Regions from separate parts of the Muntiacus reevesi genome. Here region 1 is linked to region 2. Evidence: chromatin contacts called from public Hi-C data. All regions are on one chromosome and are shown on one strand. Each heading gives the region's core, a stretch centred on a gene start, on an enhancer-like site or on the middle of the called end of the contact. The rest is flanking DNA. Distances are from core to core; before and after follow the strand shown.

Region 1 (3,890 bases), core at 165-2,664, 310 kb before region 2:
TACCATTCTGAAGTAAGGAAACATTAGGATAATATTCAACAAATAATAAGAGTGCTTATTTTATTTCCAAATTATGGCTAGCTGGAAGACAGATAGAAGAGGGGGGAAAAACAGAATTTTGGAGGGAAATTCAACTAAATGAAATGACCAGATCACAAACCTCAAAAGCATGAGCTGGACTGGCTGGGATCGTTCATGCTTCTTTAGTAGCCTGCATTTCAGGCCCTGAGAACTGCTTATTCTTTCACTTCTTATACTCCTCACTCCTACAACTCCACTGACCCAGCTTCCAAAACCACTCCCAACCCTCCAAGTCCTCCCTTCTGCTGGCACAGCTCTTTTTTCTTTTTTTTTTTTTAAAGGCCATCAGCATCTGTCAAAGGCACTGCCATCCATCTTAAGTGCTCAAGCCAGAAACTCAAGCTCGTGTGTGTGCGTGCACAGTCGTGTCTGACTCGCCACCCCATGGACTGACCTACCAGGCTCCTCTGCCTATGAATTTTCCAGGCAAGAACACTGGGGTGGGTTGCCATTTTCTACTCCACCTTGATTCTTCTCTTCCTCCTCGTTTCCATGTAGCAGCAGGCCCTGGTGTTTTTACCTCTTACATACTTATCCGCTGCCACCACCTTGACCAAAGGAACCATTCTCTTCCTTGCCTGTTAACTGGTCTGTTCACTTTCTCTGTTACCCCCTTCTGATACACAGTCACAATGACCTTTTAAATATGTTTATCACATCTCTCTGAGGCCTAAATTGACTCTTGGCTTCCCGCCGCACTACCATCCAGACCAACAACTTACTAGCCTTCCCCTCACTTCATGCCCTTCTCCCCTGGCTCACTGGGCTCTACCCACAGCCTCCATTCGGTTCCCAGAAAAGACAGAATTCAAAGACAGAATTCTACTGCCTGATCGTCTTAGCACCCACTCCCTGTGCCGGAAATGCTCTCCCCACCGTCATTCCTTACTAGACTTTTCCCCATTCTTTGGTTAAATGTTCCCTTCTCAGACATTAGGCAGTGACCCTCTCCTCTACCCTTATTAGCCTTACAGCATTCTAATGTATTCAGACTCAGGCATCTTGGCACAATATGATTTTATTTACATTTTTATTGTCTGTCTTCTCACTAGAACAGCTGCTCTATGAAGATGTGCTAGCCTTGCTCACCGATTAAAAATAGAGAGAGCCATGAAATGACAACAGTTCGCCATCCACACCGACGAAAGAAGCAAGCCGAGGAGGAAAAACGTCCCTCAGACGGGTTTTCCCAAGACAGCACCAGGGGACCGCTGGGATTATTACAGAAGCCAAGGCCTTAGTCTCGGGCCTCCCGGGAAGACTGGGCCTGGCGTGTGTGAGGGTGTCCGCTTTTACTGTTGCGCTCTGGCCCCCGAGCTCCTTAGAGCTCCGAATACCTAAAGAGGAAGGTACGGGGATGGAGAGGAGCCCAGCAAGTCCTACAAATCACTCTAACTGTAGCTGCCCTTTTAAAGAGACGAACCCAACTACCCGACCACCTCAACTTTGCGCCTGTCCAACTTGAAGCAGGACAGGCGCAACTTGGTTGGTCTCACCTAATTCTCCAACCTCAGTCGCACGGGATACACAAGCCAGGGAAGCATCGCAGAGGTCGGGACTGGTCCTGCACTCCCGCCTCCCTCCTCCCAGCTAGTTCCTTCTTCCTTCCGGAAGCTCGGGGCCCCGCCCACTTCCGCAACGCCGGGCCTCAGCCAATGGCCTGCGTCCCAGGGAACGTTACCTCTGACCTCAGGGCTAATCAGAAACAGTAGGACGAACTCCTCGCGAGAGGTGAGGTTGAAGCTGTCTCCGCCATCTTGGAGATGGGAGACGGGCGATGGCTGTGGTCTTTCCGCTAATGCAAACAACAAAACGGGCACATTAGTGACTCCCGAGTGAGGCCCTCATCAGTCTGACTGTTGGCCAAAGCTACAGAAGAAGCGAGGGTGTCAAAGCAGAGCGCGGCGACACTGATAACAGCCTCAACTGTCTGCTGGGGCGGCAGAAGTGAAGTAACTGAGGACCGGAAGGATGGTACAGTCCTGTTCCGCCTACGGCTGCAAGAACCGATACGACAAGGATAAACCCGTTTCTTTTCACAAGTAAGGACCCTGCACACCTCGCGGGGCTGGGCCCTAGGTGGGCCGGGGGGCGCGCGGCCGCGCTCGGGGGGCGGAGCCAGGCGCGTTTCCGCGCGAGACCTCTGAGAGGGGCGGGGCCGGGCGCGGGCCTGCGCGAGACCCAGTGCGGAGGCCGCGCTCGGGGGGGCGGAGCCAGGCGCGTCTCCGCGCGAGACCTGTGAGAGGGGCTGGGGCGTGCGCGAGACCCGGTGCGAAGGGCGCGCTCAGGGTCGGAGCCAGGCGCGTTTCCACGCGAAACCTGTGAGAGGGGCGGAGCCAGGCGCGGGCCTGCGCGAGACCCCGTGCGAAGGCCGCGCTCGGGGGCGGAGCCTACAGCGTTTCCGCGCGAGACCTTGAGAGGGGCGGGCCCGGGCAGTGGGCGTATCCCCAGGCAGCCTCCTCAGGGCCGGGTTGCGCGTCCCCGGCGCGCGCCCCCGCGGCGGCCCGCCCTCGCGCTCAGGTTCGCGCGCCTCTCCGGGTGGCGGGTTCGAAGCTCGCGGGCGCTGTGTGGAAATCCCGCTGGTTGTGAGGGTTCCATACCCGGGCCGCGGAGAAGGCAGGTGGTAGTAACTCTTGGAAGGGAAGTTGAAGCAGAAGCAGAGTCCCGCGTTTCCCACCCTGTTGGTCCGGCATCGGTGTGGTGAGGACTGACCTGTCGGTGTGTCAGGGAGCATGTCTTGGACTCAGCTTCTGGGACCCCACTGTTAAGGACGGCTGAGCTCCAGAGAAATCCTCAGGGACTGCCAAGATGCGCAGTGTTGCCCGGGCAGTGACAGTGCGTCTCGAGTGGTGAGGGGAGCCCTCGGGGTCAGGGTGAGCGCACCCCCGCCCTCGGGGCTGCTTCTCCCGGACGCTGCTGCGGCCAGAGCCCTAGAAGATAGAAGCCTCTCTGAGAAGAGCCGCACAACGGAATGATAACGATGATCTGTTGTCCGCACGATGCCATTTTCAGTCGGCCAAATTCAGTATTTACAAATTCTATTACAGTAAAAGTGTCTTGCAAAAATTTCCGACTGTAAATGGATAATAGCTAAAGGAGAACCGGTGGTAGATTATACAGATTATTTGTAGGTGGTGGTTAAGTTGCCAAGTAGTGTCCCACTCTTTGCGACCCCATGGACCGTAGCGCGCCAGGTTCCCTCTCCTTCACTGCCTCCCCAAGTTTGCTCGAACTGATGTCCTTCGAGTCGGTGATGCCAATCAACCATCTTATCCGCTGTCGCCCCCTTCTCCTGTTGCCTGCAATCTTTCCCAGCATCAGGGTCTTTTCCAGTGAGTCAGCTCTTCACATCAGGTGACCAAAGTATTGGAGCTTCAGTTTCAGCACCTTCCAATGAATATTGAGGGTTGATTTCCTTTACGATTGACTGGTTTGATCTCCTAGTCCAAGGGACTCTCAGGAGTCTTCTCCAGCACCACAGTTAAAAAGCATCAATTCTTCAGCTCTCATCCTTCTTAATGGTCCAACTCTCACATCCATACATGACCACTGGAAAAACCATAGGTTTGACTAGATGGACCTTTGTCGGCAAAGGGATGTCTCTGCTTTTTTATGTGCTGTCTAGGTTTGTCATAGCTCTTCTTCCAGGGAGCAAGCATCTTTTATTTATTTATTTGCACCTTTTAATTTCATGACTGCAGTCACCATCCACAGTGATTCTGGAGCCCAAGAAAATAAAATCTGCACGATTTCCTTTTTTTTTTTCCTCTCATCTATTTGCCACGAAGTGATGGGACCAGATATTATGA
Region 2 (4,231 bases), core at 1,720-4,219:
GCTTTAACTGTCCCTAAAGCTAACCAAAGGAGGCACATACATTACAGATTTATACTATTTCACCCCACAGATAATACTAAATATGCAAATATTATGTGTTTATGTACACAATGGTTTTTAATGCTTGTGGCACTCCACCTCTAAAAAAAGAAGTCTGGTAACCTGCTAATAGTTATCCCCTTAAATCTTGTGAAATAGATTAATGTTGACTTAACCTCATTTTACTGAGCACAATAGCGCCCATATCTTAGGCATTCAGTATGAATGCTTACCCCACACTGGCAGTTTACAATAGCATACTTACCATATCCTTTGTTGAAGACATCTTTGGCAGCCTTTCCTAGGTCACAGTAAGTCGGTGTGTTACACATATCTTATAAAGAAAAATAAGGACAGGGAATAAATAGTATTTAGTACTTATTCACTGTTCAAGTGTTTAGTCCTGTAAGAAGAGGTATACAATGTTTCTTGCTTTGCATCGTTAATGTTTATCTCTTAAGGCAAGCAAAGTTCAGAGAAAGCACGCTGCTCCTTTAAAAAGAGCTTTCCAGAAATCTGAAGAATGAAAGGGTGTTTTTCATGAGATTCACAGAGGTCATCTTTCTGATTGCATTTCAAAGAGAAATTTCTTGAAGGCTGAAGCAGATGTTCTGTTAAACTGGACTTTCACTTTTTAAAACGATGCAAAAGTGTACATTAGTAAAACATGTCTTGGGCAGTCATAAAGCCAGAGAGCTGTGTAAGATGACAAAGTAAATATTCTGAAGATCTGTAAAGCAGGTGCAGTCAAACATCTTCAGAGCTAACATTTTTGCCACTCTGAAATTCAGTTAAGAGTTACACTAATTGAAGTGTATTCATCCAGAATATGCCCTCTCTCAAAACTCTTCTTAAAATACAGTGCTATAATCTAACCTATTAAGCAGACAGAGGATAGATCCTACCTGCAGTAATCTGCTTACCAAAAATCAGTATACACTCTAAAAGTTACAGTCTTCAAACACCCTAGGTGCTTCACTTCATCTTGCCTGAGGATTCAGTCAGCTTCTCTACTGCCAAGATGACCCTCATCCTCATCAAAATTCTCAGGCCAACCAACAATGCTGAATGTACCATTCTTTGGCCTTTCTGCACAACAGGAAATCTCTTCCAGCAGCATCCTCAAGTCATGCTGGAGCACCTCAGGCAACCCCAATAGCCCCACTGTGCATGCTAAGTTGCCAGGCTCCTCTGTCCATGGGATTCTTTAGGCAAGAATACTGGAGAGGGTTGCCATTTCCTCCTCCAGGGGATCTTCCCCACCCAGGGACTGAACCGGCCTCTCCTGAGTTTCCTGCCTTGGCAGGTGGATTCTTGACCACTGAGCCCCCTGGGAAGCCTCTGTTAACCCCATTACTACCCCCCCCACCCCCAGTAAAATCCAGAGCACCAGCGAGCCCTTGCAATTACGATGCCTCAACCACCTACACGTTCAAACCTATTCACTTCTATTTAGCAGAGCTCTCAGTCTGGCCTCTTGCTAATAAGTAAGCTTCTGCCTATCCCGCCACACCTGACCACCACACACACACTTCATGGTGCATTTCTTCACTGTGAATTCATTTAAAATGTGTTCCTTAACCTAAACCTGTCAAATACGACAGACATTAGGATATGTTAAGAGAACAGAGCATAAGAATACATATAAAGTTAAGTGGAAAGAATAAAGATGAAGAAGATAAGTGTACTGAGTCACACCATAATAAAACTTCGTACTGGGCCACAAGGTTTCAAAGTTCTTTTCCAGAACAATTAATTTACAACACAAGTCCTCTGTGTCCCAACCATCAATTTGAGACTTCTTAAACGTTGCCAACTGCAATCTGATATTACTCTTTATGATCACAAACGACTGTGGTACCTGTTGAAATTCTGCCTGAAGCCCATAATTTGGGAGGTTAAGTATAAAAACCAGGCACTACTGTACTCAAATATTAGAAACGCTAAGGTTTTACAGTTTGCTTTTAAAAAAAAAAAGAAAGATACACTTCAGTGTTTAGAAACCTCCATCCAGGGACCCATTACAGTCTTCTAGCATTTTGCTTCTTTTACAAAAGCACTTGCTAGACACTGCAAAAGTCGCGTGGGGGGAGGGGTCGTCTGACCTCAACGGTGCCCAGTTCAAGCTTTCTTTTCCAGGCCCACGATCCCGACGGGAAATGCACTGCTGGTATGAGCAAGCAAAAACTCGAGAAGCCACAGACACGTCACGTTCCAACACACTGCCGCGGCTCTGCCGATGCACTCGTCCGTGGACGTGCACGGCGCCCCCGGGCTGCCGGAGCCGCAGGCGGGGGCGGGGAGCGAGGGGTGCCGGGGTCGGGGGATGGGGGGGCGGTGGCTACAACAGCACCACCGTGGGGACAGCCGGCTCGCCTCGCCTCCGTCAGCTGTACGTCCAGCACCCTCCCCTCGGGGGCAGGGAGTAGAGGGGCCCCCGGAGGCTGGATGCCGAGGCCGGAGAGGAAGCCGGGGCTCGGGAGTTCGCGGACCCGCCTTCCCTCGAAGCCAGCCTCCTGGGTGCCGGCCGGGCCGGGGCGCAGGTGGCGGCGCGGCCCGCCCGTCCCCTGAGGGGCCGGTTCCCGCTGCCCCCGCCCGCGGGCCCGCGCCCCGTTCGGCGGCCCTGCCTCCGTTAGCCGCCTCCCGCGGGTCCCTGCCGGACGGCCGCCCGCCCGCCCGGCCCCCGCCCGGCCGCCGGCCCGCGGCCCCGGCTCGCCTCACCTCCGACCGGAGGGCCCGTCCGCTCCGCTAGGAGGGGCCTGTCCGCTCCGCCAGGGCACCGCTGAAGGTCTTCTTCGGACCAACGCCGTCCGCGCCTGCGCGGCTCCACGCCCGCGGCGCCTGCGCGCCCCGAGCCCCGAACCCCGCGCCGCGGCTGCGCCGGAGAGTCGCTCCGGGGGCGCGCGCCGCGGGCCCGAGGAGGCCCAACACCTCCAACTGTCCGAGTGCGCGCGCGCGCGCCGCGGGGGCCGGCGCGCGAGGGCGGGCGGGGTGGACGTGAGCGCGCAGGCGCGGCGCCCGCGCCTTTATCCCCCGAGGGGCCGGCTCTCGCGAGAAGGCGCGGAGCCCACTAGCGACCCTTGCCCGTGGAGGGGTCGCCCCCGCCGCGTCCTTCTCAATCGGATGCCTGACAGACCTGTGAGGGGATGCCATCTCAGAGTGACTGAAATTCAAGAATGTGGCCTTTAGGTCAGCTCCTCTTAACGATGAGGAGAATACGTAAAAGATGACACCAGAGGAGTAATTCAAAGGAAGAGAGGAGGTGGATGAGGGACAGCTCACCTTTAGAGAAGATTTCCAACTCATAAATGTACAAGAAATTACAGAAACAGAAAACCCCCTCTTTGGAGCCACCAAGAACTGCGTCAGGCAGAATTCATCAATAGTTGCTGGACGCTTGAGGATATTCGTCCAGTTCCAAAGTGTCATCCCATAGATGACTTAGTGAAGAGAAGAGGGTACCTTCACATCAAACGCATCACCTAAACCGAGTGATGGGACTGCGCAGCGTGTGTGAGAATGACTCGCCCAAGAAGTGCTTTGTCTCCCTTTCAGAGGAAACAGACAAATCCAGTTGAGGGACAGTTCTGCAAAACAACCACCTGGTCTCTCCTAAAAACGTGAACTTCATAAACTGTTAAGAAGACTAGTCAAGTGTTCTAGATTAAAGGAGACAAAAGAAAGATATGACCCTTTAGAGCCATGCAATCCTAAATTGCACCCTGGATCAAAAAACAAAAAGCAGCTATTGAGGGTCATTATTGGGACAATTGAGAAAATTTGAATGTCGATTGTATTAGTATTGCATCAATGTTAAATTTCCTGAGGGTAATGGTTATACCTTGATTATGCAGAAATGGGGACTTCCCTGGTGACTCCGAGGTAAAGAATCCTTGTGCAATGCAGAAGATACAGAGATGCAGGTTCAATCCCTGGGTCAGGAAGATCCCCTGGAGGAGGGCACAGCAACCCACTTGCCTGGAGAACCCCATCGACAGAGGATCCTGATGAGTGACAGTCCATGGGGTTGCAAATAGTCCGATGTGACAGAGCTCGCATGCTAACACGCATGCATGGATAAATGGCCTGTTTTTTAAGAGATATATAAAGTAATTCATAAGTGACATAGCGTGTGTCTGCAACAAACGCTCAAATGGTCAGGAAAAAACATTCACAATGTTAACAATTGATG

The links. A called contact is a pair of places that touch in the nucleus more often than the background predicts.
Region 1: a contact with region 2 is called in a Hi-C map of blood, with 3 times the contacts expected there. The contact joins the promoter of THAP1 here to the promoter of VDAC3 in region 2. A contact is called at or near these places in 2 of 3 Hi-C or Micro-C datasets (blood and muscle).

Annotation. Positions count from the first base shown.
Region 1 is chr10:78,168,408-78,172,297 of mMunRee1.1, reverse strand. It overlaps THAP1 (THAP domain containing 1), which reads left to right and starts at 1,414. Exons shown (of 3, transcript XM_065947111.1): 1 at 1,414-2,123. The coding sequence starts at 2,053.
Region 2 is chr10:77,859,731-77,863,961 of mMunRee1.1, reverse strand. VDAC3 (voltage dependent anion channel 3) reads right to left here and starts at 2,969. Exons shown (of 9, transcript XM_065946788.1): 1 at 2,761-2,969; 2 at 305-373. The coding sequence starts at 371.